Linked DNA regions of Sus scrofa: region 1 is linked to region 2. Evidence: chromatin contacts called from public HiChIP or PLAC-seq data. All regions are on one chromosome and are shown on one strand. Each heading gives the region's core, a stretch centred on a gene start, on an enhancer-like site or on the middle of the called end of the contact. The rest is flanking DNA. Distances are from core to core; before and after follow the strand shown. Region 1 overlaps SLC36A4 (proton-coupled amino acid transporter 4). Region 2 has its middle 31 kb from the start of MTNR1B.

What was found. HiChIP or PLAC-seq counts read pairs in DNA pulled down with a chosen protein or histone mark.
Region 1: a contact with region 2 is called in an H3K27ac HiChIP or PLAC-seq map of alveolar macrophages. The contact joins two enhancer-like sites. A contact is called at or near these places in 3 of 47 Hi-C or Micro-C datasets (embryonic fibroblasts, epiblast stem cells and fetal skeletal muscle) and 1 of 2 datasets of contacts at active chromatin or transcription factors (alveolar macrophages).

What each region holds. Positions count from the first base shown.
Region 1 is chr9:25,657,835-25,660,534 of Sscrofa11.1, forward strand. It overlaps SLC36A4 (proton-coupled amino acid transporter 4), which reads right to left. Exons shown (of 11, transcript XM_005667225.3): 8 at 2,349-2,447. Among named protein-coding and RNA genes, the nearest start is that of DEUP1, 29 kb to the right of the region's middle. Within about 2 kb of position 1,302, at least 17 of the 83 cell types and tissues checked have an H3K27ac peak or open chromatin away from gene starts, as enhancers often do. A contact at or near this core is called in alveolar macrophages, where this site is marked.
Region 2 is chr9:25,524,023-25,526,722 of Sscrofa11.1, forward strand. No RefSeq gene overlaps it. Among named protein-coding and RNA genes, the nearest start is that of MTNR1B, 31 kb to the right of the region's middle. Within about 2 kb of position 1,314, at least 11 of the 83 cell types and tissues checked have an H3K27ac peak or open chromatin away from gene starts, as enhancers often do. A contact at or near this core is called in alveolar macrophages, where this site is marked.

The DNA of each region.
Region 1 (2,700 bases), core at 52-2,551, 130 kb after region 2:
TTCTCGTCACACCTGCTATCAACATGACATCACTGGGGAAGTTAATTTTGATCAGGTGGTTAAGGCAGTGTTTGCCAGGTTTCTCTGCTGGTAAAGTTCTTTCCTTCCCCCTCGTCATACTCACTCTTTGGAAGTAAGTCATCACGGGCAGCCCATACTCCAGGGACTAGGGGAGAGTAAGCTGCAGCTCCGGGAGGAGGGGGTGGTATCTACATAAGTTATTTGGAAATCTGTCTGATGTATTTAAGTATTTAATCATTTATTTATATTAGTATGGGTTCATATATATTTGCTGGAGTATGTACCCCAAACGCTGCTACTGATTTTGTTGTTCACATGGTTCCAGCTGTGGTCACTGTGAGATCTGTCAGGCCGCCTCCTGTGTGCCTTTGATAGGCATCCATTCTTTTGCCTTTTGAGCACTTTCACTTTCTGGCACTACAACATGCTCCAGACCCATCTTGAATTTCCTTGCTTCGGTCCTACCATCAACCATTTCTCCAAAGAATTTTGGTTTATTGTTGGAGTACTTAGCAATCAAGACCTGGGTGCTGGGGGAGCTCACTGCCCCTGGTGGCATTGCTTCCAGCAGTCTCAGCACAGTTAGGAAATACAGGTGCGGATAGTAACCCATGCATATATGTGTCTATAATTATTTCTGTATCTATTCCTCTGTATCTGTTATCCATCAATTTAATGAGATAATAAATATTCTCATTATAAAAAAAAACACTTATAAAGAAAAAAGGGCTAATGGAAAAATTAAATTTCTTAGGAAAAACTCTGGAGGTTTGGACAGTTAATTTTGACCATACAGTAAAAGATACTAAGTATTTACTGAGTGCTTACAATGTGCCAGGTATTTTTCTAAAAGCTTTGCACGTAGCATCTCACATAGGTCCTCACAGTCACCTCGTGAAATAATAACAAATATTATTTCCACTTTTCAAGTGAGTTAGGTCCGTATGGAAATTTGAAGTGACCAGTAGAAAAGAGAACCGAAAACAATTTGGATGTTCTGATCCAGACCTGAAATAAGGAGCTAAGGTCAAGAACAGTGACAGGGCAGTTCAAAAAGGAAAAAGGGAAGGAAGTGAACATTTACAGAGGCCCCCTCTGAGTCAAGCAGCGTTGTTTTGCATAAAATTTCACATTTATGGAATAGATTAGGGGAAATACGAAAAGAAGACTCAACACGGCTTAATTACTAACTGGAATGGGGAAACCAGGGACAGGGTAAAAGGAACACTGATGTTTCAAGCTTGAGCAACTGAAAGTAAAACTAAAAGAAACAGAAAAATGAGAAAGTGAAACTGGTTTTGGATTAAAAAAAAAAAACATATGTGTCAGATTTTGGAGTTGCTGAATTTGAGATGTCAGAGGAACAACACTTAACTGGAAATATCCAATAGGTAACGAGAGCTTACAGTTAAAGTCGAAATGAAAATCTACAATTCTATCTGTAACAGGGATAAGTGGAGCCATGAGAATTAGTGAGAATTCTCTGAAGGAGAATATAGAGAGAGCAGAAACACAAGTAAAATGGCATAAATTGTCCTGTAGTTCTATTTTGTCTGTGGTTCATATAAGTGGATGTTTATGAGTGGTTTTGCTCCCACACCAAACCATCAGATCACGAAACATAAGCTATGGAAAAACAGTAATATTCTATCTTCCCCTAATCTACACATTCTAGGCTTTAAAAGAACCTAGGAACATCTCAAATGGAAATATTTAAGATCTCAGGCTCCTCAGGATGTTTGCACCTCTTAGTATTACCTTCATGATAATGTCATTTCTCAAATACGATATGCATAAATCTAAAAAGAGAATTTATATTTGACTCTTTTTTATGTGGTAGGAACTTTGTAATAATTTCAATTAATTTCAAATCATCTAGTCTATAAAATATGATGTTTGGGATTTGTCTGCCTATAGCTCAGACTTCGAAGAATAAATGAAATATGTAGATCAAATAAAATTAGTCATGAGTTAATGGTTTTTGAAGTTGGGTGATGCTTAGGCAAAAGTTCATCATATTATTCTCTAACTTTTGTATAGTTTTGAAATTTTCCACAATAAAATGTTAAAAATCACCCCTTCTAGCGCCTTCATTTTACATATTATGAAAAAGAGAATTTGAGAGTTTAAGCGATACATCTAAGATAAAATGCTTGGTTAGTGGAACAATGAAACTATAATTCAAGTCTATCACAGCAAATTGCAAATTGTTTTCTAGGAATAAAAAAATAGAAGCAAAAAAGAAAAACATGTATTTTTAGATGTAAATAAGTCTTTGTGTTGACTTAAGATATAAAAAAAATAATAATAAAGACTAAAATTCTTACCACTCCTATGCCTTCAAAAGCAAACACGGCAGTACCAAAAAAGAGAGGGTATTTTTTCCAACCAGCCACTATTGGAAGGTTGTGGGGATCTGGCATATTCTGGAGACAAAAGGAAAAAATAAGTTACACCTTCACTTATTTAAAAGAATTTAAAATGAAAGAGCAAGAATCATACATTTCTGGGCTTCACAGCAGCAAATGTGCATTATAAACGTGAATAAATCTTTCAATAAAATTTTAAATATCCTATGTTAATTGTAGCCAAGCAGTTAGGATTTTACTGCCAAAAGCAATTGTTTCCCATAAGCCCACACATTCCATCTGAGCTAAATGCTCCTGATTACCTGCTTCC
Region 2 (2,700 bases), core at 64-2,563:
ATCTTCACAAACAGTTTCTTTGTCCAAAAATGACACATAAACAGCCTGCTTTGATCACTTACTATTGTCCCATTTCTCTAAGACCTCTCTGCATATGAACAAATTGCTTTTTCTTGCATCAGTTTAAATATTAAGCCAACCAAAAGAACTCATGAAGGATGGGGGAAGTGATGCTTCATTATCCCAATAACCTGCCACACCATTAACCCAGGTCTTTCATGCATGAGGCTGTGGATACTCTCAAAGGTTAATTTACTTGCCTGGGAGCACAGAACCCCTCTGGGCACAAGCCGAGGTTCTTGGCTTCCTTCCACATCAAGTTGCCCAATCAAATAAGGTAACACATGGGACTGCTTGGTAGCCTGTAAAACACTGTATAGACAATGGTATTACCATCCTCAGCAGTTCTGGCTCGCCTGGCTTTTACAGATAAGAAAACTGTGATTCAGACAGAGAAGTGAGGCAGTTCGCCAACATGACCCTGATAGGAACCAGGAGAGCTGGGACTGGAACCGGAGGAGCCTGGCCCAATTGGTCAGGTCACCATGATCTCTGCCCTTCACCCTGGGGACCATAGGGCCCGGGGGTCATGGGTAAGATGCTTTGCATAAAGACAGTGAAGCTTTCTACAGAGTTGAATTTATTGGGAGATTTGGGTAAACTATCCCTTTAGGTTAGAGTGATAAATTAGTGCATCAGAATGCAGCATTCACATAAGTTTCTATCATAAAACATGAACTAATTTTGCTTTTGCAGCTGCAGTTGGGGATTAACCTCCCAGGCCCTCAGTGATACAGATTAATTCTCCTGGCCAGTAGGATACCTGGGAAGTTTGAGAAGCTCCTGCAACATCATACCCCCAAATCTTGGGGCTAAAGAGGCGGATACAACAAGGTCTTCTGTAACTTCTGGTGTTTTGGTACTGATGGAGGGCTGGCTGCTCAAATGTGAATAAAGCTGCTCAGAACAGGGAGTTCCCACCGTGGCTCAGCAGTAACGAACCCGACTAGTATCCGCTCCGTCCCTGGTCTCGTTCAGCAGTGAAGGACCCGAGTTGCTGTAGCTGTTGCTGTGGCAGCTGTAGCTCTGAATCCACCCCTGGCCTGGGAACTTCCATATCCGGCAACTGCGGCCTTAAAATCAAAAACAAACAAACTGCTCCGACAAAAGGTGAGAGGCGTAGTGTTTCATTGTTTCATTGCTGTGTGTGTGCTGCTCTCACTTCCTGTGGACACCGTGGTGCAGTGTCCGCAGAGACTCCTGGGCTTGGATGAGAGGTTTCCTTCCCGCCTCCCCGGCTTCACTGAGTGTATTTTCCCTCCTCGACCACTGGGGGTCACAAGCGCCCATAATAATGCTCCATCTCTTTCTGAACCAGCTAAGGAGTTTGCTTTCCGGGAAGGAGAGCTGTGTCTCTGCAGGCTGTGTTCTTTTGCCCGCTTCTTGATGCAAGCGGCAAGCGCCTGGACAGCGCGGGTTGGGATGAGCGAGGCGAAGGGGCGGAGCTTGGAGCCCAGAGACAGATGAGTGGGCTGTTAACAGGGAAGCGGCCACCTCCCTGCTGGGGACCCCTGGAAGGGGCGGGCATAAGTGGGTGGTAAAGCTAGTGCGGGCGATGACGGCAGTTCTTCCCATCAGCTTCACCCACAGACTAAATACCCTCCCCACGTGCTGCTAAGGGATAGCCAGGGTTAGGAATTGGCTTAAGATGAGCTCAGAGGCTACAGGCGAATCCACTTAAAGAAAACACTGAATAAGAAAAGGTTTAAATAACCGTGCATATGTTTTCTACATAGATTTTTGTATACAGGTTCTGTTTCGTATATAGATTCATTTGTTTTATTTATAGACTCCACATATAAGTGATAAACCTATGGTTGTCCAAGGGGAAGGGAGGGGAGAGGGATCAATTAGGTTAGCATGAACAGATACATACCACTGTACATGCAATAGATAAGCAACAGGATTTAATGTGTAATAGTGAGCCATATTCAATATGTTGTAATAGCCTATCGTGGAAAATAATATGAAAATATGTATATCACTGAATCACTTAACTGTATGCCTACACCACAGCCACAGCCACGCCAGATCTGAGCCTCTCTGCGACCTACACCACAGCTCACGGCAACGCTAGATTCTTCACCCACTGAGCTAAGGGCAGGGATCGAACCCATGTCCTCATGGATACTGCTTGGGTTCGTTAACTGCTGAACCATGACTGGAACTCCTCTTTGGACCACATTGGACCGAAAGTGGTTTCCTAACTAGACTCTGGAGAGAAGAAAACTGGGCTGAGAGTCAGAACAGGGGTCTAAGTCGTGTCTTTGCCGTTAACTAAGTGATGTTGGGCTAATCGCTTGGATTTCCTGCTTTTTACACTTGATAACAGTGGAGGAACACACCCACAGGTTCTTGTGAATGTCATATACAACAAAATAGCTGAAACGTCTTTGAAAAATTTTATTCTCATATGTATGGTGATAATCTTGCAATATTTATGGAGATCTAAATTATAATTTCCCTTCTTTTAGTCTTGGCAAGACTTTCCTGGTTCTGACAACCTTCCCAGGAATATTTCAGAGAGAAGCACCAATAGCCAATAAAATGTTCCAGATTTACTATTCATCTTATAAAAAAATTTTTTGGGGGGGTCTTTTTAGGGCTGCACCAGCGGCATATGGAGGTTCCAGGCTAGGG